6 separate regions of the Mus musculus genome follow, and all the other regions are linked to region 1. Evidence: chromatin contacts called from public HiChIP or PLAC-seq and promoter capture Hi-C data. All regions are on one chromosome and are shown on one strand. The core of a region is the stretch at or near the end of the contact, and the rest is flanking DNA. Distances in the headings are between cores, read along the strand shown. Region 1 holds the start of Timm9 (translocase of inner mitochondrial membrane 9). Region 2 holds the start of Sav1 (salvador family WW domain containing 1). Region 3 holds the start of L2hgdh (L-2-hydroxyglutarate dehydrogenase). Region 4 holds the start of Pcnx4 (pecanex homolog 4). Region 5 holds the start of Vcpkmt (valosin containing protein lysine (K) methyltransferase). Region 6 holds the start of Dhrs7 (dehydrogenase/reductase (SDR family) member 7).

Evidence for each region. Promoter capture Hi-C pulls out the DNA fragments that hold promoters and counts their contacts. HiChIP or PLAC-seq counts read pairs in DNA pulled down with a chosen protein or histone mark.
Region 2: an H3K27ac HiChIP or PLAC-seq map of differentiating embryonic stem cells shows a contact between it and region 1, with 5 times the contacts expected there. The contact joins the promoter of Sav1 here to the promoter of Timm9 in region 1. A contact is called at or near these places in 1 of 39 promoter capture datasets (liver) and 1 of 115 datasets of contacts at active chromatin or transcription factors (differentiating embryonic stem cells).
Region 3: a contact with region 1 is called in a promoter capture Hi-C map of pre-B cells, with 5 times the contacts expected there. The contact joins the promoter of L2hgdh here to the promoter of Timm9 in region 1.
Region 4: a contact with region 1 is called in a promoter capture Hi-C map of liver, with 5 times the contacts expected there. The contact joins the promoter of Pcnx4 here to the promoter of Timm9 in region 1. A contact is called at or near these places in 3 of 39 promoter capture datasets (hippocampal neurons, liver and pre-B cells).
Region 5: a contact with region 1 is called in a promoter capture Hi-C map of pre-B cells, with 5 times the contacts expected there. The contact joins the promoter of Vcpkmt here to the promoter of Timm9 in region 1. A contact is called at or near these places in 2 of 39 promoter capture datasets (liver and pre-B cells).
Region 6: a contact with region 1 is called in a promoter capture Hi-C map of liver, with 6 times the contacts expected there. The contact joins the promoter of Dhrs7 here to the promoter of Timm9 in region 1. A contact is called at or near these places in 4 of 39 promoter capture datasets (the C10 cell line, hippocampal neurons and liver), 5 of 115 datasets of contacts at active chromatin or transcription factors (the 230-238 cell line, astrocytes, extraembryonic endoderm stem cells and 2 more) and 1 of 9 other capture datasets (adipose tissue).

Annotation. Positions count from the first base shown.
Region 1 is chr12:71,134,723-71,139,490 of GRCm38.p6, forward strand. It overlaps Timm9 (translocase of inner mitochondrial membrane 9), which reads right to left and starts at 1,953. Exons shown (of 5, transcript NM_001286203.2): 1 at 1,833-1,953. It overlaps 2700049A03Rik (RIKEN cDNA 2700049A03 gene), which reads left to right and starts at 2,126. Exons shown (of 30, transcript NM_001163378.1): 1 at 2,126-3,316. The coding sequence starts at 3,118.
Region 2 is chr12:69,985,510-69,990,337 of GRCm38.p6, forward strand. It overlaps Sav1 (salvador family WW domain containing 1), which reads right to left and starts at 1,493. Exons shown (of 5, transcript NM_022028.2): 1 at 1,165-1,493. The coding sequence starts at 1,258.
Region 3 is chr12:69,723,433-69,727,834 of GRCm38.p6, forward strand. L2hgdh (L-2-hydroxyglutarate dehydrogenase) reads right to left here and starts at 1,442. Exons shown (of 10, transcript NM_145443.2): 1 at 1,222-1,442. The coding sequence starts at 1,364. It overlaps Dmac2l (distal membrane arm assembly complex 2 like), which reads left to right and starts at 1,513. Exons shown (of 5, transcript NM_026536.2): 1 at 1,513-1,582.
Region 4 is chr12:72,534,762-72,539,589 of GRCm38.p6, forward strand. It overlaps Pcnx4 (pecanex homolog 4), which reads left to right and starts at 1,596. Exons shown (of 11, transcript NM_026327.3): 1 at 1,596-1,778.
Region 5 is chr12:69,580,607-69,584,831 of GRCm38.p6, forward strand. Vcpkmt (valosin containing protein lysine (K) methyltransferase) reads right to left here and starts at 2,411. Exons shown (of 6, transcript NM_001033236.3): 1 at 2,115-2,411; 2 at 1,914-2,024; 3 at 1,670-1,739; 4 at 512-631. The coding sequence starts at 2,380. It overlaps Sos2 (SOS Ras/Rho guanine nucleotide exchange factor 2), which reads right to left. Exons shown (of 23, transcript NM_001135559.1): 23 at 3,155-4,225.
Region 6 is chr12:72,662,059-72,666,764 of GRCm38.p6, forward strand. It overlaps Dhrs7 (dehydrogenase/reductase (SDR family) member 7), which reads right to left and starts at 2,770. Exons shown (of 7, transcript NM_025522.5): 1 at 2,571-2,770. The coding sequence starts at 2,703.

The DNA.
Region 1 (4,768 bases), core at 703-3,202:
TGCACAGAGAATCCCTGCCTCAATAAATAAACCAACCAAGTACCCCTCAAACAAGCAAAACAACAAAAGAGTACTCATTGCTCTTGCAGCAAGTTAGGTTCCCAGTATACACAGCTCACAGCTGGCAGGAGCAGTTCCAAGCAAGGGTCTGCAACTCCTCTCTGGCCTCGTCAAGCACCAGGCAGTCACATGATACATATACACACATGCATACAAGCACGTGTGGTGGCTCATACCTTTAATCCCAGCACCTGGGAGAGGCATTCAGATCTCTGAGTTCCAGGCTCTCAGCAGAGGAGGAGGGAAGGGAGGGAAAGAGAGACAGACAGACCACTTCCAGCTGTGGGACCTGGCCTTTTAATGACATAAGGCAGCTGGCCACTCTCGTAACAATAAAGGCAATTTTTAGATAATTAAGAAAATCTAAATGTCATCTAAGTGTGATAATCTTTGCAGACTGTAATGCCCTTTAGGAGGCACAGGCTGCAACAATTAGGGCTCAAGCTCATGATGTCTGAAACTTATTTACAAATGCTTCAGTGAAACAAAGTGTATCTACAGATGTATTTAGGGAAGGGTGAGGGGAACTTGATGTGAAAATGAGGTGGGGGGGAGAAACATAGTTAAAAAAATGTTGACAAAAAGAATAATAATCCCCTAAACTATTTTTTGTTCAGAGGCTATAAGTCAGTGTTTATTTTGAGAGTTCAAATACTTAATAGAAATTTTTTTATTTTATTATCTTATTATTTTTCACATGATCCTTTAGATTATTTGCAGGTTTAGTTAGGTTGTGGGATGAACAGACAAGGTTGTTTTTTTTTTTTTTTTTTTGTCTTTCTCTCTTTCTTTCTCTCTCTCTCTATCTCTTTCGACAGGGTTTCTCTATGTAGCCCCAGCTGTCTTGGAGCTCTTTGTAGCTAGGCCTAAAGGCTGCCACTACACCCAGCATTACAGGCAACTCTTAATTAACTCAGTGTTAATCATAGCTAAAAGCACTTGAAAATGAATTCCTATTGTTTCCCGATTCAAAGTCTAGCCTCAAGGAAGATGAGAACCACGCTACTTGGGGGGTGGAGTCCCAGGTCTGACATTCGTTACAAATTATTTACTCAGGTCACTTTACTGATTGCTGTTGCAGTTGCTCAGCGTTTTGAAATTAGAGGGGAAAGGTCATTTTTTTTCATATCTAACTTTTATATAGAAATTACAGAAGTTAATTCATCCCTAAGGTCTCTTGCAGCTCTGACATTGCCATTCGGTCTTTTAATACACTTATACAACAAATCATGAACCAACAGATAAATCTACAACAAGAGAAAATGTAATAGGTAGAAAAATGATTAATCTATTATACTTTAAAAAAATACATTTTAAAAGCTTCTAGCAAGGCGTAATGGGAAAGCTCTAAGCAGTGCGTTCTCCAATATGAGACCTGGGAAGGGTGCGAGCCCTTGTACCTAATGACATAAGGCATAGTGTGCAGACAGGGTAAGAGCCGAGGAAGTCTAGATTTTCAGTAAAGGGGCTCCTGTCTGACAGCTCAAGGTCATCGAGTGGCTGGCTACCTTGTAATCTCAAAGCGTGCCCCCAAGCGATCCAGTCCCGGGTGGGCGGTGTCTCGGGGCCTAGGGTCCCCACCCTCGGGGTGACAAGGCCTCCGGGACACGGCTGGCCTCCCGCTGCGCCGCGCTGCCGGTTGCGCAGCCCCACGACCCGCGTGCACGCGGCGTCTCCCTCCGGGGTACCTGCCCGCTCCCTTTCCCGAGTGAAGGCTGTCACCCCACTGGCCGCGAACCCGGGATTATGAAAGCAGAGGAAAGGGACCATACTTAGCCACAGGATCTCGCCTCTGACACCGGGACCGGGCTGAAGAGCTGCGGGGCAGGTAGCGTGTGAGCTCGGAGGGTCAGTACAGAGCGAGCGCCGCGCCGCGGAAAGCTGAGAACACGTGGGGGCAGTGATGTCAAGCATGGCTTCAGACCCTTAGACGCAGATTCGTTACCACGTGGGAAAATGTAGGAAGAAAAGCAAGTGCCCAAGCAAATTCTAAAAATCATCTAAGAATTAACTTTTGTGATTATCTGTTCGTCAGTGCTCTCTGTACTTTTCACTTCCTTTTCCACGGCAACGGAATCTGTCGAAATTTCTAGAAAGCCTAATATGCTTAACCTACTAGGTTTCTAACGGTCTGCAGTTCCTACAGTGTAAATAACCCTTGATAAACAAAAGTGTTTATGGGCTAATCGAGAATTCGCCATTCCTCTAGGAATACTTAGTACTGTGTCCAAACATAAAGGCGATATTCTGCCTTTAAAAAAAAAAAGTCACATCTCCTGGCAGTCTTTTATGTTGGGAGTTTGTTTCCACCCGGACACGAATGGAAGAGCACCAGAGCACTCCCGTTCCGGTCGGGGGGGGGGGGGTTGGATCTTTGCGCGCATGCGTGCTGACGCTCAAGGGCGGGTTTTCGGGGAAGACGGTATTGACCCGCGAACAACCGAAGCTGTTATTCTATCAAAATCAAGACGGCGTGTGTGCCGGACTCTGTGGAGACTCTGAAGACTAAGTTGAGGTGTCCGAAATTGCGTCCTGACTCGTAGAAAGAAATCTACTAAGCTCTTATGAGGGTGGTGTTTTAAAAAACACGATTTTAACGTTGCCTGCTCGTCTGGGTCTCCTTAACAAATCCTAACCCCGCCTCCACGTCTGTTGGGGTTTTCAGCTGCAGCTCTGGGTTTGGAGGAGTGCGTTTTTATTACGGTTCCCGTGGCTTCTCTTTTGCTCTTGGCATAATTCCTTTGAAATTTATTTCTTCGATGCATTAACAGACTCAGTGGGATCAAGACTTTTTGTTTTGTTTTGTTTTTTGTTTTTGTCGTATTTAGCCCTGGATTAAATGTCAAAATCGAAATTTACAGCTTTATGGATATTTTGCCTATAGACTTTCTAAGTTAATGACTGCTTCATAATTATTTTTGGAACTCAGGTGTTTTTCAAATTCACTTCCACCATTACTTCTTTTCCTGGTACTCAAGGAGAAACTGCGTCCTTAAGTTTTGAGAAGCTAGAATTCCCTCTGTTAAGAACGGCGGGACTTGATTTGTGACTAACCAGATGAAAAACGTTGAGTTTAGCCTGGAAAGGGGGCAAAGGCTTAAAATGCCAGCGAGGAAACTGCGAGAGATTGTTTCTCCAAACCAAGGGAATAAATTGGCTGTGGTGGAAGATGAGCTGCCCCGTGTTCCTCCAGCCCTGGCTGCAAATAAACGTCTTGCTGTTGAAACGAGGACTAGTTCTAATGGAACGTTATGTGGTATGTGATTCCAAATGTTTCAGTTTCCCACCCAGTTTACGTTTTCTCTCTCTCTCTCTCTCTCTCTCTCTCTCTCTCTCCCTCTCTCTCTCTCTCTCTCTTCCGAGACAGGGTTTCTCTGTGCAGCTCTGGCTGTCCTGGAACTCACTCTGTAGACTAGGCTGTCCTCGAACTCAGAAATCCACCTGCCTCTGCCTCCCAAGTGCTGGGATTAAAGGCGTGCGCCACCACTGCCCAGCCAGTTTCCTTTTTTTATAAGTCATTAGTCTTTATCACTATTTTGAGTTGTGCATTCCCCCAAATTTAAAGGAGTCAGTGTTTACATTCAAAAATGTAAGATACAAGTCTGGTTTGTAAAGATGTTTGAAAAGTAACTTGGTTCCCTGGGGAAATAGGATTCAGCATGTAGAATGAGAGAGACTTGACTATTTCCTCTTGTGCACCTCTGCCTCCCGAGTGCTGGGATTAAAGGCATAGGCTGTCTGTTAAATCAGAGTTTTATATCAATCTAGTGTTTTTTGGTTTTGAGACAAGTTTTCCCTTGTCCTGATTGGCCTTGATCTCACAGAAATCTGCCTCTTGAATTCTGGGATTAAGGCATGCATTACCATGCCTGGCTATATACAAGGTTTGTTCTGGTAAGTCTCATATTTTTTTTTTTTTCTGCATTGGATAAAATATCTTTTAGGGTTTTCAAAAATACCACTTTCAATTGTGTGTCTATGTGTAGGTGTCTGGAAACGAGTTCAGGTGCCCATGGCAGCCAGAGTAGCTAAATCTACCTAGAGCTAGACTTAACAGGTGATTGGGAGCCGTCTACAGGAGATTCCAATCTCCAGTCCTTTGCAAGATCAGCAAGCACTTTTATCTTGCTCTGCCATCTCTCCAGTCCCTGAAAATGTTTTTTAAAAAAGACATCTCATTTTATTTTACTGAGAGAGGATCACATTGTGAAGCTCTGCTTGGCCTAAAACTCACTCTGTAGACTGGGCTAGCCTCAAACTCAGAGAATTTCCTCTATCTCTGCTTTTAAGCATTCCAGTTAAAGACCTTCCACACCATGGCTGCTGTTAAAACATTTTAGATCTCACCTGCTTACCTTACCTGTTTTAACTCAGCCTTATTTTGTTAAATAATGAGCTATAAAGTCTTTCATTAGAATGTATTTAAATATATCTAATTTCTCTTACAGGAAAGTGACTTCACATTTGGTTTTTACATTAATACAGAGATTCTCAGTTCTTGTATCATGGCTACACAGTTGCTAAGGGTCAGGTTTTGATTTAAAAGCTGCTCAGATTGGACCCGTGGCTCAATGCTAGAGCTTACTGTGAAAAGAGCCTTGGTTGGGTCCCTGGGAAGAATCACAACCCAGCTCTCAGGGACTCTTTTTTTTTTTTTTTTTTTTTTTAAGATTTATTTATTTAATGCATAAGTATACTGTTGCTATCT
Region 2 (4,828 bases), core at 243-2,742, 1.1 Mb before region 1:
ATGACTTCAAATGATGCTTAATAAACTTTATTTGCAGCAAAAAGCAAGCTATCACCTAAAAAAAACAGAAAAACAAGCTCTTAAAAATGGTTTCAGTTACTGACACATCCACCCCACCAACTGTGTTGTCTAGCACTCCAACTACTAACAGAACCTGTAAGGCTGGACACATGGTCACAATGGAAAAATATGCTCTCCACCCCTTTCTGCGGGATCTTGGGCAAATACTAGGAACCCCTGTGAGCAGCTTTCCCAATTACAATATGAGGTAATGCTTAATTTAAGTCACACGGTTACTTCCAGTTTCCAAGAAGGAAACTTACACAAGGGGTCCAGCTCCTAGAATGAGAACCAAAGGATTAGCTCTCTGACTACCCAAGAATTTTAAAAAAGGAGAATCAAGGCGTTCAAGTTAAAAACTCAAATATTTTAAACGGAGAAGAAAAGCTACGTACGGGAGGGGACGGAACATATGTCGGAAAGAGGAATAAAGTTAGGAACTTGCCTGGTATGGCTGAAATTATTCTGAATACTTTGCTTTTTTTAATTTTAGGAGCAAAGCCTAATCCAAATACGTTAATGGCTTGTCTACTCTGGGAAATGAAAAGACTCTGGGTAGTGGCTACAAGTATCAGGTTCTTTGCCTCACAAGTCTGTGTCCCGCTGAAGGACTAAGGAATCCAGTCTCTCTCTCGTGTGTGTGTGTGTGTGTGTGTGTGTGTGTGTGTGTGTGTGTGTGTGTGTGTGTGTGTGTGTGTGTGTGTGTTACTTAGGGCGCTGGTAGTGGCTACAAGTATCAAGTCTCTCGTGTGTGTGTGTGTGTGTGTGTGTGTGTGTGTGTGTGTGTGTGTGTGTTACTTAGGACGCTGGTAGTGGCTACAAGTATCAAGTATCAGGTTCTTTGCCTCACAAGTTTGTGTCCCGCTGCAGGACTAAGGAAGGAATCCACTCTCGCGTGTGTGTGTGCGTGTGCGAGTGCGTGAGCCGACGAGTGGCGCTGCGATGGTCGCAAACGCGGGGCCCGGACGTACCCAGCAGAGAGGTGCCCGGGTCGAAGCACTTTTTCCCCAACACCACGGACAGCCATGCATTTCCCAGAGTCGGTCTTCCAGCACCACCCGAGGCTGCGCCGGGTCCCCACCCGCCACCGCCCACGACACTCACTCCGCAGCAGGGGCGACGTCTCCTTCTTCACGTACTTGCCCTGCACCTCGGCCGGCTTAGACACCTCGTTTTTGGTTTTCTTGCGGGACAGCATCCTCGCGGACGACTCCCGCCGCCGCCCCAGCAGCCTCGCTAGGGCCGCGAGCCTGCCGCCCGCCGCCGCCTCCCGGGCCGCCGCCGCCGCCTTCGCCTCGGGTCTCCGCCGCCCGCGCCCGCCCGCAGGCTCCGCCGCATGTTGGCCGCGCTAAGCGCGCCCGCCGCCGCTCAGTCGCAGGGCAGCTCCTCCCGGGAAGTCAGCCGGCTCAACGACGCCGCCCGAGGCCGCCTTGGGACAGGGCCGCGGCCGCCCACCAGGGCCATGGTCCGCCGCCCGGAGCCGCTACCGCTGCGGCCACCGCCTACGTCCGGTAAACTTTCCCCGCGCCGCTGGGAATGCTGGGAAAGCCGACGCGCACGGGCCGCCCCTCCCCCGCCGGGCGCGGACGCGGCTGCGTGCGGCGACTCGCGACGGGCGGGCGGCTAACGGGCCGGGTGTGGCGACCATCGCGGCCCTCAGTGCGGCTGCGCGGGCCGGCTCCCGCCGCTGGGGAGCTGGAGTCCGGGCGGTCCGGAGCCCGCTGGGCGGCGAGCGGCTCTCGCCTTGGACTTGCCTACCGCCCTGCTTCCCGCAACCGCAGCCGCGTGTCCTGGTTGCTGAGGGAAGGCAGCCCTCGGGTGTGCTGGGACCGCGAGGGCTACACCTAGTAACACAGATGACTCTTCTGGTGACAGCGTGACTACTGTAAAAACTGAGTCTCCGTTTCTTCTGTCCTCTTATTATCTCCCCCAACCCTTGGTAGCCCACCCCCTTTTGTGCCCCCCATCCCCATCCGCGCTTTCGGATTAAAAAAGAAGATGGAGTTTCTACAGCTCCTAAGATAAATTTGACGTTAGTGTATTTATTTCATCATTTTAATATGTATTCTTAATAACCACATGCCTTCTCTTGCAGTTAAGTCTTAGAATTTTGAAGCCTTTGAGCACCAGAGTTCAGAACTGGGAGTTTTCTATCTAATATATCAGATTCTACTTTGTTCTCTTTAACTCGCTCAGGTACACAGAATAACTTGGAGAATAAGATTGGGACTCACTCCTCTTGATCAAAGTAAGGCTTTCATAATGAAGAGAATGTGCTTAAAACACAGAAGCAAAACACCAACCTCAGAACAAGACACCAAACTGCTCTTTTTTTTAGCCATGCACAAAGACATTTAATCAGTTGTCTGTCTCCTGTGTTTTTATGAAATGTTTCCTTGTTAAAGGTCCCTATAATCCTATAACAAATATTTTATTGAGCACCCAGCATCCAAGGTGCTGTTTTAGGTGTCTGGGATATAACAACAAAGGTCCTGCGGTTATGGGGAAGAGAGATCACAAAAAATAAAACTAGTAAGCCATAGTATGTAACAGAGTGAGCGCTGAAGGAAGCATAAACAAGAGAGATCCCACAGCTTGGAAAGGGGGTCGGATAATGAAGCCAGTGAGAAGGCAATGCTGGAATTAGCTTGCTATGGTGCTATCTGGAGTGAGGCCTCAGAAGAGCAAATGCAAGTCACTGCAAGTGGTCGTGTTTCTGGCTCATTGTAGGAATAGGAAGAGGGTCACGTAGCTGGAACTGGAACAGAGAAGAGTAGAGGGAAATGAAGTTCCTTGGTAACTGGCCACCCACCTAGGCCTTTGGAGTAGAGGAGAGACGTATTTAATGCGATCACTTTGGATGCTGTGTGAGAGTAGACTGAATGGGGGAGTGGGGTTTCAAAATAAGGGAGGTGATAAAAAAATATTGCTAGCATGCATATGGATAAAGGCAGCAGGACAAGCGCTAAGTGATTGTAGGCATTTTAGAGTTGCAGCAGGGTTTGCTGACAGATTGATTATGGCATAAGAGTAAAAAAAAAAAAAGCTAGAGAAAGGACCCAAGGAGCTGAAGGGGTTTGCAGCCCATAGCAACAATATGAACTAACCAGTACTCTCAGAGCTCCCAGGGACTAAATCACCAACCAAAGATTACTCATGGTGGGACTCATAGCTCCAGCTGCATATGTAGCAGAGGATGGCCTAGTCGGTCATCAATGGGAGGAGAGGCCCTTGGTCCTGTGAAGTTTCTATGCCCCAGTGTAGGGGAATGCCAGGACCAGGAAGCGGGTGTGGGTGGGTTGGTGAGCAGGGGGAGAGAGGAGGGGAGAGGGAGTTTTTGGAAGGCAAACCGGGAAAGGGGATAACATTTGAAATGTAAATATCTAATAAAAAGAAAAAGAGAACAAAGGGTTGCTCCTTGTGTAAACCTTCATTACCCAAACGCAGTTCATAGAGCACGTTGTCTGAGGAGAGGAAGCGCACTCAAGTATTGCTGTGGTTCAGATACAAATGCTAGCTCTAAAGAGTCGGTAGTGCAGATAGAGAACACGCAAGGGTGAAAGAGAAAAGACAATGGGGTTTTCCGTGAAGAATTTGAGGAAGGGAGGTAAAGGAGAAAGAAGTTGCCCTAAAATTCCCAAGGCTGACCTCAGAGGACAGGAAGTGAGGTTGCTGGGATCTTGTTAAGATAGTTCCTTAGACCTGGGCTTTCCAGAGAATGGAGTGAAGTATGCTTTCCACATTCATGAGAGGAAAAGTCATAGGATTTTGTAGCTGGATGGGAGTTCTGAAATCAACTATGTTAAACTCATGAAAAAAACATTACATGTTGTCTTAGATCACCTTCCTGTTTGGTGGCAGAACGACACTAGTCACCTTTCTCATGATTGTGACCATCGTCTGACAAAACGATGTAAAGGAGAAAACCTGGTTTAGAGTTACGAGTTTTAAAGGTTTAGACCATGGTCACCTGGCTTCCTGTTTCTGGGCCAGACGGGGAGGGTCTTCATCATCACGTGAGTTACTGGAAGCAGAGGACCAGGAAGGCATCGTGGACAGGACAGGTTACTTCTGAGAATCTGCCCCCCGCCCCCGGGGTTTCTAGGCCCATCTAAAATTGCTTTAGTGTGACTTTTATTCGCTTCATGTAATTGTCATCTCCAGAGGCTTACTGCCTCGGTCTGCTAACCTAAGCCTAGTTCTGGAAGCTTCTAGCCTCAGTCTAATTTAGGCTTAGAATGTTTTCAGCCTCTGAGACTTGCCACTGAGTAAGCTCACCCTTTCTTGTTCTTACTGAACTCTGGCCGGCTGATTCAACTCAGCTCTTCCGTCGCAAACTCCTCTCCGAGCTGACTGATTCAATCTGGCTTCTCTCTTGGCTTCTGACTTTTTGCTCTGCTTGGCCTCAAACTTAACTTCAGCAATATATACTAATCTTCTGGACCCTTCTCACTGCAGACACCACTTTCAAATATGGGTGCTTCCTTCTACAAACTAACTTTAGCTTCATAGTTTAGAATTAAAGGTGTGTGCTGAGGGCATGTCTGTATTCCAGCCAGAGAGACGAAAGGTGTGGGCTAAGGACTGAGCCACACCACAACTAGAAACAAGTTTTTTTCAATAGATAACATGATCTTGGGGCTCACAGTGTGATCAGATATCCTGTACCACCCACCAGCTGGAGATGAAGAGCAGAGCTAGGTACAGTGAGCAAGCCTGTAAGATGTCTCAGTGCTTGAGGGTGAGGCAGGAGGAACAAGATTTCAAA
Region 3 (4,402 bases), core at 192-2,691, 1.4 Mb before region 1:
CTTGCCATACAAGTGAGGACTTGAGTTTGTACCCAAAGCACCTTTATGTAAGGGCATTCCTTGTTCAACCCATGTAACCTTGGGATCAGGGGCAGGGAGACAGGCAGATCCCTCGTGCTTACTGAGCAACCAACCAATCACCTCAAGAGACCCTATCCCCCACCCCATCCCTCTCCTGCCCCGAGGCAGTGGAGGCAAACACCTTTAATCCCTGCAGACACTGAAGATCTCTGAGTTCAAGGACAGCCTGGTCAACAAGATAGCCAGGATACAAAGAGAGACCCCATGTGGAAAAAGCAAGTGACAGATAGAAACACACACACACACACACACACACACACACACACACGGAGGGGGAGGGAAAAAGGGAGGGGGACAGGGAGAGGGAGAGAAATTGGGAGAGATCCAGTCTCAAAAGTTAAGGTGGCGCAGGTTGGGTGGCACGTGCCTTTAATTCCTGCACTAGGAAAGGAGTGGCAGGTTGATAGCTTGAGGCATTAGAGGCCAGCCTGATCTACACCGGAGTCATAGGACAGCCAAAGGAAAACAAACCAGTACCGTTTAACATGCTTTAAACGCGTCTTAAACAAAAACACTGCCCCTCTCCAGGGTCGTGCCACACCTCGGTCTGCCACTAAATCCATTCGCATGGTCTACCTTGTCTCAAACAATCAAAAGCTCCCCCACCCCCACCCCTCCACCCCGCCCTTAAAGCTTTCACACCGAACACTGTATTTGCCAGCTTTCCTAGGCAGCTCACAGTAGGCAACTGAGTTGCTTCTAGTGAGGACAACTCTAGTGTGTGCAAGGAACTGACCCACAGAAGCCAAGTTCTGGATTTTCCAAGCAACACAGGGGATGATAGTTAAGAAGCTGCATACTTATTGGCAGTGTGCTAGGTCTTTTAATCTTCAAAGTGACCACCTAGGGGCCAGACTAGGATCCTAGTCACCAGTCACCCTTTAGAGTGGTTAAGAAATGGAGAGGAGTTGTGTATTCGGAGCCAGATTAGCTCCGGACCTCAACTCAACACTGCCTTTCCTATGGCGCACAAACGCAGTGGACGAACCCTGCGGGTCAGCAGCTCCTGGGATTCGAGGCTGGACCACAGAATCAGGACTTCCTCGCCGGGGACAGAGACATCGAGTCGGGGGACACAGACAGGTTCAGTTGGAGATCCCTGAGCGGAACAGCAAGTGCAGGCCGCCGCCTCTCACTTACCTGGTGCTGGAGCTTCTGCGGCCACCCCCGCACAGTAGCCCGGGCACCCCGGACGCCGGTCCACTTGCGCGGAGGAAGCCCCCAGCCACGCAGTACCGGGCCAGTCCGCAGACACCGCCTACGTAGCGCAGGGTCGGCCACATGGCCTGCGCCACCTCCCCTCCCTCCACCCCAGCACCCGCAACCTGAACGGACTCTAAGGGTGAAGCGCGCCGCTCTCCAGCCCCGCCCCCAGACGAGAGCCAATGAAACACGCGCGTTTGCCTGACGTGGGCGTGGTCTCCGCTGGCCAATGAGCGAGCGCCGTGGAAGGAAAAGACCGAGGGCGAAGGGCCGGCCAGGCGCAGGGACGCAGCACGCCGTGAGTAAGAGGAGCTAGGGCGAAGGCGGGGACCGGGTGGTGGTTCCACTCTCCGGGACCTCCGCCCGCACAGGCTTGACTGGACGCCGGCGCTGTTCCGCCAGAGAAGGCTGGGCATGTCGGGGTGACCCCTGGCTCCTGCGGCCTCTCCTTCGGCCACGCCTCCTGGTCGGTTGGCGACGCTGTGGCCCGGGAGCTGGGGACTAAGCCACCTCCTGCCGCTCCCTGTCACTACCCTGCTGATTGCCCGCAGGTTTCTGGGCCCTTCATGGGGCTCCTGGTTGGTTGTTCATTCAACCACTGACTCAGCTTGTAAATATCGGGCGCTGAGCTAGGCGCTGGATGAAAGTAGACGGCTCGGTCTCTGTCGTCATTTAGTGTTGTTTTTTTGGTTTCTATTATTGACTTGTATATGTGCCTATGCGAGCTTATTGCAACAGGTATGTGCAGGAGTTTGTGAGACCAGAAAGGGGAGTACAGGATCGCCTGGAACTGGAAATTCTGAGCTGCCATGTGGGTGCTGGGAATCTAGGCCCTCAGGTAAGACCAGTTAACAGTCTTAACCATAGAGCCATCTCTCTAGCCCCAAACTTTTCTTTATTAATTTACATCTCTGCCCCAGCTTCCCCTTCCTTCTCTCAGGCCTTCCTGACTAAGCCAGCTCAGTCAACAGGTTCTCCAGGGAGGGATGAAAAAATTGAAAAGAAAAAGACAATTAGACAGTACTATTAACATAACCCTAGCCCGTTCTGAGGTTGAAGCAAGGTTATTTTTCCTCCAGTCAGTCTGCTTTTATACAATTCTAAGTACATGCAAAGAATAAGGTCAGTCCTAAGTCATAAACAGAGTTAAGGAACAAAGCCTAAACAAAGGTGCCATGATAGTTGTATTCAGAGTCTTATCAAGACCCATCAAAATACAAAATAACTCTGTCCTCAGCTGTGTTCATCTTGAGCCTACTTCCCAGTCCTGGCCCAACCTCAAATTCTTGCCAAATTTTTAAAAGCAGGCATCCAAAGCGCTGTAGCCTTCTTCTCACTATCGACCCCACCCCCACCCACCCACTTAGGAAAAGGGGCAGCCTCCTATGGATATCAACCAGCCACTGTATGTGACGTTGCATAAGACTAGACACATTCTCTCCTCTTGAAGCTAGACAGGGCAGCCCAGTAGGAGAAAAGGGTCCCAAAGGCGGGCTCCTGCTTATCCCACTTGAAAACCAAGCTACGGGCTGGTGAGATGGCTCAGTGGGTAAGAGCACCCGACTGCTCTTCCGAAGGTCCTGAGTTCAAATCCCAGCAACCACATGGTGGCTCACAACCATCCATAACGAGATCTGACTCCCCTCTTCTGGAGTGTCTGAAGACAGCTACAGTGTACTTACATATAATAAATAAATAAATAAATAAATAAATCTTAAAAAAAAAAAAAACAAAAAAAAAAAAAAAAGAAAACCAAGCTACACAAGTATAACATATGTGCCTAGGTCAGTCCCATGCAGACTTCCTGGCTCAACCTTTCCTTAATCACTAGACTAAGAGAGAGCTTTAAATGTCCATGCCTCCAGATAGCCACTCACAGGGGAGGGCACTTGTGTTTCCTCCACTGTAAAAATGAGAGCTATGCAGTCACTTAAAAGACCTTATAACTGTAAAACTTTGTGGTTCTTTGTCACCATACCAATGTAATTCCCATTCGGTGCTTGATGGTAGTCCTTCATCTTTAGGGTTAGACCAGCTTAACAGGACAGACTGTCGCTGGAAGGAAGGACTCGCTGGTTTGAATGTTGGTTCCAGCCAGTAGGTGGCTCAGGTTCAACCTATCATCTCCACCTCAGACAATTTTCTGTCTGAAGTGCCCCTGAGCAGATAATAGTGTGTGTATGAGAAGAGCTTGGCAAAGCATTAGCTTTTTATTATGCTTGATTGATTGATTTCATGAGTAGTACTACATGTTTTGTTTCATTGGTGGGGAAGAAACAATGTTCCCTGTTTATTCATTCCATCACAAACAAACAGCATGGATGATTGTATCTTAAATTCAGTGTGTTACAGTAATTGTGGGTTCTCATGCAGTTGTGAGAAATAATAAAGACCCCAGTGTCCTAGTTTGCTTTTGATGTGATAAATATCATGACCAAAAGCAACTCAGAAGGAAAGGATTTATTTCGTCTTACAGCTTATAGTCCATTGTGAAGGAAAGTTCGAGCAGAAACTGAAGTAGAGGCCATGGAAGAGTGTTGCTTACTGCTTCCCCAGTTTGTTTTCTTGTGTACCTCAAGACCACTTGCCCAGGGATGGCACCACCCACAGTGAGCTTAGCCCTTCCACACTGAGTCATCAACCAAGAAAATGCCCCACAAATCTTTTACCTGTCATACGTAAGAGTTTTCTCAATCAAAAGTCCCTCTTCCCAGATGAGTCTAGCTATTGTCAATTTGACCAAAACTAACACAATTGACCTCATGTCAACTCCAGCCAAGCACATCACTGTTAAACCATAACCTTCCCTTTCTTGTTTGTTCCCAACATGCCATATCACATCATAAAATATAGTATAACTTTTATGTATATGGAAGTTCTGCCTGCATACATGTTTTATATGCCAGGTTGGTGCCAGGTGCCCATAGAGGCCAGTATAGGGCATTGGGTCCCTTGGGGTTTGCTTATAAGCTGCAATGTTGGTGCTAGGGATTGAGTCTGAATCCTCTAGAAGAGTAACCAATGCTCTTAAGTGTAGAGCCATCTCTCCAGCCCCCTAAATATAACCTTAAAAGTCACACCATCTTGGTATCAGCTGTAGCAGTGCATCATGGGTGTC
Region 4 (4,828 bases), core at 346-2,845, 1.4 Mb after region 1:
ACCAACACACAATATTTTAAGGTTAGAAACTTTTATATGTGTTGAGAAGCTCAAAAAGTTGTAATTCTATTTTGAAAGTTGAAGGTAAGATAGATAGTCCAGTAAAGCCGGGCATGGTGGCACATGCCTTTAATCCCAGCACTCAGAAGGCAGAGGCAAGCTGATTTCTGAGTTCAAGGCCAGCCTGGTCTACAAAGTGAATTCCAGGACAGCCAAGGCTATACAGAGAAACCCTGTCTCAGAAGAAAAAAAAAAAAAGTAATCCAGCAAGTGAAGAGAGTCAGCATAGTTATAATATTCTGTGAAGGTTACCTATAAAAAGGCAGTATTCCTTTCATGTAGAATCATTTCAAATAAGAATGGAAAAATACCTGCGAGCCATGCTTAAGGCCTAAGTATTTATGACCTCACACCTTTCTTAAGTATTTGTAAACCTGAAAGTATTTGGGACTCTCCAAACAAGACTATAAACATATTTTTCAAAACACTGTTTTTACTTTATCAGTTGTAATCCGATCCAAATTCAGGAACCTTCTGATATCACTCAACTTCCTTAGCAGAGCTTCCTACATAACCTCAGACATCACCAACACTGTATACGTAACATGCAAAGTGGAAGTCCCCACACTTTGATGTGTCTTACGCTGTCATTGAGCACATCTATCAGTCCCTCTATTTTATATTAAAATCACTTGTAGCCCGGCGTGGTGGCACACGCCTTTAATCCCAGCACGCGGGAGGCAGAGGCAGGCGGATTTCTGAGTTCGAGGTCAACCTGGTCTACAGAGTGAGTTCCAGGATAGCCAGGGCTACACAGAGAAACCCTGTCTCGAAAAACCAAAAAAAAAAAAAAAAAAAAAAAAATCACTTGTAGACTCCAACTCTGCTTCATACAGGCTCGCCCTGGAATTTTTTTCCTGTGGCAAATTCAAGAATCCCAACTTCACTTGAATGGAGATCTCTTGAAAAAAAAAAAATCCAGTTGCTAGGGTGACTATCTACAACCTGTGTCCCTGGGCCCTGGCTCGCTGCCACAGACAGGTTCATTATTTTACATGGATATAGTTTATAATGTGCCCAAAGTACTATAATACTAAGAGCAAAAATATAAATATAACAGGCACATGTTACCATTTAAAAACATTCCCATCCCTGAGGCTGTTTGAATGGCCTTAGTTCTGTAGTCATTAATGGAGGTATCCGAACCCTGGGGGATTGGACTTTTATTGCACTTCTGAGTCACGGGTCTGCCAATCTTGGAAAGCCTAGGCTCCCCAAGAGACAGTCAAGTCATCCAGCTCTCCAGCCTCGAGGTTGCCAAACGATGGACTCGTCACCAAGGCAACCACGTTCCTTCGTCTGGGCGTGGCCCGGGTGAGAGTTCAGAGGTGGTGCTTAGGCCGCTCAAGAACCAGAGCACCAGTGCGGAAGAAGTCTGGGCGTCTCCCACAACACTAGCCCGCCCGGCCCTGCGCGGAGGAAACCCCGCCTACCCTGCGCTGCTGTGCCGCACACATGAATCCGCCTCCGGCAGAACCAGGCGGCAGGGGGCGGGACGAGACGCACAGCCCCGCCTCCGAGCGCGCGTGCGCACTGACCCCTGGGAGGCACGAGCGCAGTTGATCTTAGCCATGGGAACGGGAGCGGTCCTGGAGGCCTCCGGTCAGCTGCTGGCGGGGCCCGCATCCATCCTCGGGCAGGAGTTCCCAACCGACTTCAGCTGGGGAGATGTGGTCCCAGGACGCCCTCGCGTCGCCTCTCCCCTGCGGTGACTCCAGGTATGTCCGTCCCCAACACACCTGAGACTTCGTTGCTGCCTTAGTTTCCACCCCTGGGTACTACTGGGTTCCTTCACCTTTTAATACCTCAAGAAACATCTTTCGCTCTCCATGAAACAGCTTTTAAATGCAATTATTGCTCTTTTTAATGTACTGAGCAAATTGAGTTGATCGAGGTAGTGATCCAGTTTGGCTTTAATGTGACTGAGAATACTTTTGCAGCCCGTGGAGTTACGTTTTATTTCTGAGAGGCCTCTGTGAAATGGAGAATGGCCCTTTGGCCCTGCTGAGGGATGGCCATGTTACTCTAATCAAGTTCATGGCCTATGCCCCTTAGGTAAGATCACTCTTTCTTGGTTTATCTCTGTCTCAAGCCCTCCTGACCAAAATTTGTTCATTCTTGGCCTCCTGGATATGTATAGCGCGTTTCTCAGGTTTCTCTGTCTCTATATAATCCTTTGCGTGTCAAAGACCAGAATTTTTAAAAATGAATCCCATTCGTTATTTATTAGACCTCTGAATTGTATGCTCTCTTATTCTCATGTTCCCCTTATTCATTTTTTCCACTATGGTTCTATTTTTTTTTCATTAAATCCCTGAGTTTAGAGAGAGAGCATTCATATTATTTTATATCTGCTTCCATTCACACCCAATCACCCATAATTTCTCACAGCATCCAGTACAGATATTGCCATTTTAGTGATTTAACTGCCTGGATCCCAGGCTAGCTACAGGTTATGCCTTTCCTACCTTTAGGAAATGCCTATTGGTTATTAACTGCTGTGGAAAATCCCGGGCAGGGGACCTTTGCATCCTCCTCTGTGAGAGCTTTCCTGAGGTACATACAATTCATTTTCTGGAAGTATACAGCTTACTGGTTTTGAGCATCTCAACAGGTTTGCACAATCATCTCTACAAGTTGGTTTCGGAGCAATTTGATTACCTCCAAAAGAAATCTTTTCTATTTAGCTGCTTTTTCTCTCTCCTCCCCAATATTCCTGCTATTAGTTGTAGGCAATCACTAATCTTTAGTCTCAACAAAATTATTTCAGATACTCGATATAAACACAACCTTAAAACATGTGATCTGTGTGCGTGCATCTAGCGAATTTTATGTTGCAGCTTGTATTATTCATTATTGTTTATTAGTATATTAGGCAGATATGCCCTGTATTATTTAGCCATTAGCCATTGGCAAAAAGAGTTTGCCAGTACTAATAATGCCGTGGACATTTTGTATAAATTTTTATGTAGGCATGTTTTCATGGATATAATACCTGGTAATGGAATAGGTATGTCAGAGGCTAATTCCCTTGTTTGGCTCTTTGAGAAACTGACAGATTTTTTTTTTTCCCAAAGCATAGCACCACTCACTGTACATCCCCACTAGATGTATTTGAAGGTTTTACATTAACCTCATCAACACTTGTTCTAGGCTTTCATTTTTATTTTAGCCAATCAGAGAAATTCACACTATCTCATGGTAGGTTTGGCTTGCATTTCCTCATGGCAAGCTTCATTTCCAGCATGGTCTATCACCCAGAAACTGTCAATTCTTATCCTTAGTTTATCTTTTTAAAACCAGGTTGTATTTTCATCATTGAATTGGGAGAATTAATTAATTAGCTAGTTAATTAATTAATATAGCTGAGATGCAGATCTCTAATTGCAGCCTTTTGCCATTCTGCAAATAGCTTCACTTCCCTGATGGCCTGGGCTCTTAACCGCTCTCGTTCAAGAGTGTTAGGTGCCAGTGTCCTCAGGCCAGCTTGGGTATCAGGTTTTACCTTTTATAACTTTTTATATTCCTTTCAAGTCCTCTATTCAAGAATCCTCAGAATTTGCCTGGTGGTTCCTGCCTTTAATCCCAGCACTCAGGAAGCAGAGTCAGGTGGATCTGTGAATTTGAGGCTAGCCTGGTCTACAGAGTCAGAGTTCTGTATCTTGTATTCATAGAATAATGATATGATGCATTAAAGAATAAACCTAAACTAAAAAGCTGCCTAGGAATTTGTTTCTTCTGGCCTTAGAGGAATGTGTGCACACTCATGTGCTGTGCGTGCTTTCAAGCTACTACTTTTTGTTGTATCTTTCTTTTTTCAAGGGATTTTAGTCCGCAGCATATGATCCATGAGTTGTTGTGTGGGTAACTAAGAATTCCGCCACGGCAGATTGCAAGTTTGAACTGCTTCTTACCCTGTGGGAATTTCATGACTCAGATTCCAAATGCAGCAGCGTCTCAGAGTCTGTTTGGCTGGCTCCCTCTCAGTGCGTATGTAGAGAGTGTATGGCCCGAGTCAGTGCTGTGCTGCCGTCATTAGCGCAGCTCTTGTTTCCTCAGGATTGAGTGTGCATTTGAACATGCTGGAGGAAGCCATGACAGATATGGTCTGTCCTTCCAGGTGCTGACCGCCCTCAGAAGCACATGCCAACATGTTACTCAGGGAATGAGTTTACTTCTTATGGTCATATTCTACAGATAATCCAGGCTAGCATTCACAATACTTCTCCACATAAATGTAATTGTAGTACCTCAAAAAATACTCTAAATTCTTAAGTATTTTTAAAATTTTTATGGTCTAGAATGACAATCAGAAGTTAACAGCTTATTATATACTTTTTACCCTATTGATCACTTATGAATTGTTAGGAAACAGACATCAATTTTTAAAATATCTTTACAATATTTTTTGAATATTAATGATTGAATAGGTTTTTACAGCAGACATCTAGCTATCATAAGTTTTTCTTTGCATAGGTTTGCATGGGTGCTATGCTTAGTCCTCTTCTTGTCTTAATTCTTTAGGTTCTGATCAAAATAGGCCACTATTTCTCCAAGTAATATCTATAAAATACTAAGTGCATTTTCTGTTACTAGATAACATGAGAAAAGTGGGCTTTGTGGTCAAACACGTTTAGATAACGCGAATGATACATTTTAAAGAGGTTTATGGTCGTCATGTTCTTCTCAGAGATTTCTTAAAGTTACTGGCCTGCTGCTAACCATTGCGACTCTAAGATGACAGTCTGTTCTGCAGTTTGTCTTTGAC
Region 5 (4,225 bases), core at 1,161-3,660, 1.6 Mb before region 1:
CAACCACGTGGTGGCTCACAACCATCCGTAATGGTGTGTCTGAAGAGAGCACTGGTGTACTCATATACATAAAATTTTTAAAAATCTTTAAAACAAACAAACACAAACAACAACAACGCTCAGGAAATCGCTACTTATGTAAAATAAAAATATATAGGAAAATACACAAGTAAGGTCCACCACCTCCATTCTATCATGCAAGCTTTAAATACCCTGCTGAGAAACTCCCAAAGGGTCTCGTGTTTAGCAGCCTTGAAAACTGTCTCAGAAGACAAGCTTGTCATCACTGGCCCCTGGCACCTCGCAGTGCAACAGTAAGGACTGTGAGAACAGCCAGCAAACCTGGCCTAGCAAGGTCAGAGACAGTGGGAGGAGGGCTGTGGAAACGTCTCCCTGGGTTCTAATCAAGAGAATGTTTCCCCCACATCACATTGCCTAAAATACCGCAGCGACCGCATCCAGCTCCCCCAGAGGGTAACTGCTACCAAGACAGACCTATTACGATACTCACCTCAAAATACTTCTTCTCAATTTCTGGATTTTTCCCCATTGTACGTTGTTCGTAACAACATATAATACAAGTTTCAGATCCACTGAGATCTTTTAATGTTTTCAGCAGTGGTTCCAAGGACTATTTAAAAAAAAAATACCATTTTCAGTTTATTACGTCAAGAGTTTCCTGTGATAGGAAAGGGTCAGGAGGTGAGTCAAACCATTCTAAACCAACAAAACAAAGCAAGGTTATCAAACAAGACTGGTAAACAACCCCTGACTACCAATAATTATACTGGTTTCTAGTTAAGTTGTACCATCACATCTTGCTAGACTTAAGTCTTACAAGTCTAATTTCACTTCATCTAAGTTAATGTGGTATTTAAACAATCAACTATTTATTCTACCAAAGCAAGCCTGACCCTAATGGTTTAAATTTAATTTTTGTTATTTTAATTATATGCACGTATTTGCCTGTGTCTAAGTATGTGCTAGTGCCTGCAGGGCCAGAAGAATTGATCTTCCTGGAGCTGGAGTTACAGGTGGCTGTGAACTGCCTGATGTGGGTACTGGGAACTGAACTTGGATCCTCTGGAAGAACTGTGTGTGCTCTTAACTGCTGACCCTTTTGATCATCAGTTGGCTCAAGGCATCAACTTAAAACTAAATACTGTCCAATACTGCATAAACTGATATGGGAAGAAAATCATTCCACAAGTCTAATAAAATGTTGTCACTGAGAATAACTAATTTTGGAGCGTCTCACTCTGTGCTGGCCTAGCATTCATGGCAATTGTGAGTGCTAGGATTCTAGGAGTGAGCCAACCTGCATTTTAATTAATTTCCAAAGTCACAGTTAGCAGTCAATGGGAAAAGAAAAACAAATGAACAAACAGACAAACAAACAGAAGGTATCTTAGTTTTCTAGAATATATGCAAATCGGAAAATCCTTTTAAATTTTTCCAAAAAGTCTCCAGTAGAATGCACGCAAGTTTTCTCAACCACCTCGCACAGGCAGGCCTGTATGCCTATCCTGAATTGTGCGAATGTGTTGCCTTTGATAGTTTAACTTCTCTTTACTGCCTCATCATCTATAGAACAAATATCCCACACCTGGAGGTGTTAAACCACGGAGAGCTGTGGGCTTTCGGACACACCAGTTCGACCACTACTCACCTCCTCATAGTATATACAGTCTGCCATCAATATGTAGTCTGGTGACATCAAGTCTTCTATGTCTTCACCCCTTAAAAATGTCAAACGTATGTCTTTAACTGATGCTCTGACGATTTAAAGTGTTCATTTTAGAAACGAGAAGCAGAAGGCTCCCCTCATATTAAGCAAGCGTTGTGTAAAATGCAATTTAAAGCCCATGTAAGCGATCGATTATCTTAAAAACAAGCTGAAAGGCCATACAAACCATTTCAGTACCTTGGCTTGAACAGAACCAGTCACAAGATGCTTGTTCATATCAATATTCATTTTCAGCAAGTCCTGCAGCTCTTCAAGATCAGTGACTATAACATCTGCCCTAAAAAAACAACCTCGTTGAGGTACAGGCGCAAGGCTGCACGCCGGTGACCTGATGCTGGGCGACCAGCGCCTTCCCGCCAGCTCTTACCCGAGGGTCGCAGCCATGAGCCCCACGGCCCCCGTGCCGGAGCCCAGCTCCAGCACCGAGCGCCGACTCAGCGCGTGGGCCCCGTCGCCAGAAAACCCCGGCGTCTCCAGGTATTTGGAAAGGACGATGGCGGCGTCCCACACAACGCAACCCACGCCCCCGGAGCCGTACTGCTGCAGCCGAAGCACTGTCCCATCCCGCTTCTCCAGAACCCGCACAAAGCTCCACAGCGGGTCCTCCACCTCCGGCTCCACGGCGGCCGCCATCCCTGCCCCGGCCCGCCGCAGGCTGCGGCACGCGGTAACGTCACGCCCACGCAGCACCCGTACCTCCCAGCGGCAGGGCGGCTGCCCAAGGCGCATGCGTGACTCTCAAAGTCCGCAGGAAGCAGCAGAACCTACCCAGGAGTGGCCCAGCTGCTGCTACAATGATAGGCACTTTAAGAAGCAAAGCGACCGACAGTGCTTATACATAGCTGGAGAACGGCTCACACAGAGCCGCTGGCGATAGATCTAGGCAGCTACCCAGGTCCTATCTAAAAATGGTTATATTCAAGAAGTTTTCCTACTGTGCTTCCTTTTCATATGAATGCATAAACGTGGTGGCTGGGAACGTGCTACTTGCTTTTAATGGTAAAGAAAAGTTAGTCCTTTTACATCCCACGGGGCCAAAAGATGGCCAGCAAGACCAAGGACTCACATAGTAGAAGGAGAGACCTGCAGGTTGGCCTGTCACATTGGATCTCTAGTATGAACACACACACACACACACACACACACACACACACACACACACGTAATAAACAGATGATAGCTATTCGTTCTTCTAGATTTTTTTCAGCTTTGTTGTTTTTTGTTTTTTTGTTTTCAGGATGGCCTCCTGTATCCCAAGTAGGTTCAAACTCTTCATACTCTTCACGTAGTCGAGTCGCCTTTAAGTCCAGATGCTTCCGTCTAACCTCCCAAGTTCTGCGATTACAGGTGCTCACCACTATTCCCAGCTTCTCCTTGCTCTTTGTGATGAAAAACAATATTGCAAATCTTTTACAAATTAAGACTGAGGTGATTTATTAATCTTGTTAAGAACTCTGATACAAAGCACAGTAAAAGGCCACAGACCAGTAGATAAACAACGTGGCTTTTGGCTACTTTACAATGGCTGCTACTGCACTATCAGCATAACATACATACCTTGATCACTTTGAATGATAGTATCCAAATGGCAAAGCTTTATCCTGATTAAAAAATTTAATAAAGCTTTTTAAAGTATTTTCTGTTTAAATATTACTAATCTGGAAAAACTTTTCAAAAATTTCAGTTAACACGAGATTAAAGACAGTTAATAGGTTTGACAATGGCAGTTGGTTCTTATGCCATAAGACACTTTTGTTCCAGACTTACAAATTAGTCAAATAGCAGATTGTATTATAGGCCTCAAGTCACTTACATTTATAGAGGTTATTAGCATTATCTTTAAATATATACAATATAAATAAACTGTACATATATGGCATATTAATTTTGTCTTCCCAAATAATAGGCAAATCATTAGCTAAACAATGATTAGCTAAACACCATACACTGCAAAACAAAAGGCACATCTTAATGAACACATGCCCTTCTTCTATAATCAGGTTATGTAGAACTGTTTATAATTTTAACAAAATAATAAACACAGTGCATTCTATTATTTCATTCTATTTTCCGTTTTTGTCTTCAGCAGCAAATACTGACATTTAAGACATGGTCTCAAAGAGTTTAAGAACAGTGGGTATTATTCCTAAGTCTCCTAGATGTAAAAACCAAACAAAATTAGAAGCTAGAAGACGGTCAGAGGGTTAAAACCCAGGACCACCACCCCATATCTTCTGCATCTGTGTAAGTTCATCACCCTAAAAAGGTATCTATCAGTCAGGCGTGAGAACGCCCTCGAGCGCTGGCTCCTCTCAGTGCCGTCTGCTAGCAGAGTCTACAGTGCAATACAGAGTCTTTATACTGGCCTAGGGCAGCACTGGGGAGCCGAGGAAGCAATGCTGCTGATCACCTGGGGGCTATGGTGAAGGGCTTTTGCATTTTAATATTTCAAATTCTTTCCTTCCTTCCTTTTCTCTC
Region 6 (4,706 bases), core at 1,520-4,019, 1.5 Mb after region 1:
GTCCCCAGTGCTGAGGACTGAGCCCAAGCTGCAAGCATTACAGACACAGGTACTCTCTATCATCAAACTACCGTCAAAGCCCCAAACATTTTAAAACCCAACTGTTTCTTAGACACTGGAACACATACAACTTGTCCTAGAAATAACCAAACTATGTAAACAAAGCTTTCCTTTCAGGTAAGATGCTTTTGGGGAGAGAGTACAATTGACCAAAGACTTTGAATGAATGAGAGGCTGTGTGCTCAGCTAGCCATTCACAACTGCTTGCTAAAAGCTTGTCTACACATTACCCTACACACCATTCATTTACGCTGTAACTGTTACTAATCAGCCTAAATTAACAGAGTCCAACCTTGTTTACACCAATAAACACCTATTATGTAAAGCCTGAGTGAAAATGGTCTCCAGCGGCTCGTTTTATGCCCACATGATCACAGATCTAACACCTATCTTCCCGTCCTTTAATCTAGCATCCTTTTTTTTTTTTTCTTAGTGTTTCCATAGAATCTGACAACGACTTAAAAAAAAAAAATCAGACTCTGAGAGTTGACAAGAAACCCAGAGTTTAATGCCAGCTTGAGAAATCTCTCCCAAGGCCTTGCACCACTCTCTGCCTCATCCCTCACACGATGTGGAAGCTGCTTCTCTCCAGCGCGAGACAGAGGCCACACCCTCCCTACGTCCTGTCTTCTCTATACCCATGGAAGGAGTTACAGAGACAAAGTTCAGAGCTGAGACGGAAGGAAGGACCATCCAGAGATTGCCCCACACGGGAATCCATCCCATATACAACCACCAAACCCAGACACTACAGCATATGCCAGAAAGATTTTGCTGACAGGACCCTGATATAGCTCTCTCTTGTGAGGCTATGCCAGTGCCTGGCAAATACATAAGTGGATGCTCACAGTCAGCTATTGGATGGAACACAGGGCCCCTAATGAAGGAGCTAGAGAAAGTACTCAAGGAGCTGAAGGGGTCTGCAACCCTATAGGTAGAACAACAATATAAACTAATCAGTACCCCCCCCCCAGAGCTGTGTCTCTAGCTACATAGGTAGCAGAGGATGGCCTAGTTGGCCAGCAATAGGAGGAGAGGCCCTTGGTCTTGCGAAGATCATATGCCCCAGTGCAGGGGAATGCCAGGGCCAGGAAGCAGGAGAGTGGGTGAGTTGGGTGGGGAGCAGGGCGGAGGGAGGGTATAGGGGACTTTGGGGATAGCATTTGAAATGTAAATGAAGAATATATGTAATAAAAAAATTACACCGCAAAAAAAAGACTAAACACACCTACATTTCAGACATAATTAATGTGTTAATAACTTTTATACAGTCACATAATTTATAAACTGAGTTTAACTCAATCTTCCATTTAAATAAATGAGGCCAAACACAAACAACATCCACAGGCTGCTATTGACCGTGAGCTTACAGATACATCCATCTGTCTCAATGGTGCTCAGTGGAGAGTTACAGTTAAAAGATGTATGGGGTATTTAGGATTCTTGCCCTCAACACTGACAGTCTCCGAGTCACAGCCATGCCCTCTCCTGTTTTGCAGCGCTGAATCCACAAGCACACTGTGCAGTTGCATTTGTCAGTACTGCAACTGTTTGAGCCAAGGCAATGCAGCTTCAGAGAAAAGACAGCAAGGATGCCTGCCAACATCTGGGAGGGACATAAAATCCAAGATCCAGCTGTCACCTACTCCTGCCCTGCTGACTTTGAATGCAGTACCTTCTGAGCCACCAGCTACTTCAAAGCATTTTTGTTCGGGTGCTTTGTGTATTTTCCACCACGAACAGTGGAATCCCACTTAGTCCTTTAAGGATCAGAAAAGCCTACCTAGGGAGGCTTTGAGTTTCTCTGTCAATGTCTTTAACTGAAAAACAATACGAAGAGTGCCCATGTCATCAGAATTGTTAACGCCAAAGGTCAGAGGCTGTCTGTGGCCTGCTGAACACACTGCCAACGTGACATAACACCCAGCAGCATCTGTGAACTGATATATCGGAGCATGTGAATCATGTATTAAGTGAACATTAAACACCACGCAAGCTGCAGATCGAAGTGGAGCGGGCGAAACGTGCCTTACTGTACACAGAATGATCTCCCTCCTGGCAAAAAGCCAGCTCAGCGCTTTCTATTGCGAAAATTTTAACCAAGTGAGCAGGTGAGTAAGTGATTCAGGCCAAATTTTCTTTGGGTGCTTCCGGGAAAGTAAAAAGTGCAGGATCAAAGAATGTTCCGGCCTCTTAGAAAGCAAGGGACACACTCTGCTCTCCATGGTGCCTTCCCTGAGAGTGTCCGGGGATCCTACGGAAGAAGTCTGTGTCTTGCAGGCATCAGAGAATTGCAGCGCTCTCTTGGGGTTTGACGTTTTCTATCCTAGTCTGGGTAACAAATCAGGGCCATTTTCGAATTAAGACAAGCGACAGAGTGGGTACTGCCTGTTTAGCCCCTGCCTCTTCCTCCCGGACCCTCAGCCCTTGGTCAAGGCTCAGCTTGGCAACAGCTGGGAGGGACCTCGGCCCTGATCTTCCTTAGAGCCCAGGCTGTAGAGGATGCTCACCTGGGCGTCGCCCTTGCCATTCAGCCCACAACAAGGTCAGGTCCGCATCCGCCCGCAAAAAGCGCAAGAGCTGCACAAGGGGCAGGATCAGCGCGCACAGCGCCAGCAGCCACAACAGCAGCTCCCAGCTCATCGCTGTCCCTTGCCTACCCGACTCTGCCGCAAGCGGAAGACAGTCGGCGCCCGCCCTCTACGCGGCGGGTCACAACCCGGGGCTCCGCCTAGCGAGTCCCCGAAGGTGGGGCTCCATCTGTGTCCCGGGCTGCACCACGGCGTCTCTGCGCGTCCCTACTGCGTGCAAGACTGCCGGGGTGTTGCAATAGAAGGCATGGAATCTTGGGAAACTGCTGTTGGGAGAGCAGTCAACAAGATTTGTGAGGGCATGAAGGAGTCTTTAACAGCTGTTTTTAGGACGACTTTTCAGGGCTTTGGTGGTGCCTTGGCGAGAAACAAAACAAAACTTTGATCACTGCCCGCTCCGACCCCGAGGCCCCATCCCCCGCTCCACGCTGGGAATTGTGCCCAGGTCCTTCTTCGCGCTGGGCAAGCTCCCAAAAGCTGAGCCAAACCCTCACTCACTCTTCCTAATCTGTTTTCCTTTCACTTTAAGCTTGTGGACTGAGATAAGCATACCGAAGTAACTCAGCACTTGAACTGGGTTGCCCTCGTGGACTGGCCGCTTATATTTAGAAAAACATTACAAATGATACTCATATTTGGCCAAAAGTTGGCTATCATGGCCCAGAGTAATCAGAACATAAAACTAACTGGGCTAGAAGGCAACTGTTGCTAAGTTCCAGGAGCTAAAAACACTCAGGTTGGTGTCCTCCTGCCACCGTTTGTAAATGATGCCATTATCATTTGACAGCATTTGAATATGGAAAGGCCTCTGTGCACACTAATTGCTCTGTTCTTTCTTCTGTGTTTGTTAGTATTGTTTTTATAAATTGTCACTTTTTTTTTTCCGAGACAGGGTTTCTCTGTTTCTACTTTGTAGACCAGGCTGGCCTCAAACTCAGAAATCCGCCTGCCTCTGCCTCCCAAGTGCTGGGATTAAAGGTGTGCGCCACCACGCCCAGCTGAATTGTCACTTTTTTCATTGCAGTGAGAAAAGGTTTACAAAGGTCTATATTTTGCATCTTTAGAGTGATCTATGCAGGAAATATTTGAACTAGTGTTAATCAGAAATTGCTGTGGTATAGTTCAAGGTGCATGTCAGTTAGCTAAACTTTTGGACTGCCATTTGGAATAATATTGGTCAAGAATTGCTCTAATTGACGTATCACCTGGGCCATGTGAATTTTATTTTTATTTTGTAGCACATTACTTTTGTAATAAGATGTCTTAAAATACCACACAGAGTCTCATGATGAATCTTATCCCAAATGTTTCCCCTTCTGTAAAAGGACAGGACTGCAGTGGATCTAGTGTTCCGATGGGTCACAACCCCAAGCTGTGGGGATGAGGGATCTGAGACTGGGACATTGGGCTTGGGAGACTGGCAGGAAGCTATGATCTCTTCCTGTCCACCCCTAGGGATTAGACCCGGGTGGGTGCTGAGTGTCGAAGTGCCAAGGCAGAGCTTTAGAGTGTTTTTCCGTACTGGAGCTGGAGAGGTGGCTCTGCTGTTAGAGGCACTTGTTGCTCTTGCAGAGAACCTGGGTTCAATTTCCACACCCACATGGCAGCTCACATCTGTTGGTAACTCTTGTCCCAGGGGATCCATTTCCCATCTCTGACCTCCGAGGGCATCAGGCACTCACATGGTGCACAAACATACTTTCAGACAAAACATTCATGCACACAAACAAAAAAAGCTTTACTAACATGACTTTTTTTGCCTTGTTTTGTTTCATTTCAGGCTCTCACCGCGGAGCACTGCTTGTGCTGGGACTCACTATAGAGACCACCCTGGCTTCAAACTCAGAGAGATCACCTGCCTCAAACTCAGAATGTTTTATGTTAACAAACGGAACACTTAGTTGAACACAATAACTGCACATGTTGGTTTGGAGGAAGCACTCCTAACCAGGATGATTCATAATCATCATATTAAAAAATTCACTTTTAAAACAGTGATCTCTAACTCCTTAAAAAAAAAAAAAAAAAAAAAGATTCACTTTGGGGTCCGAGGAG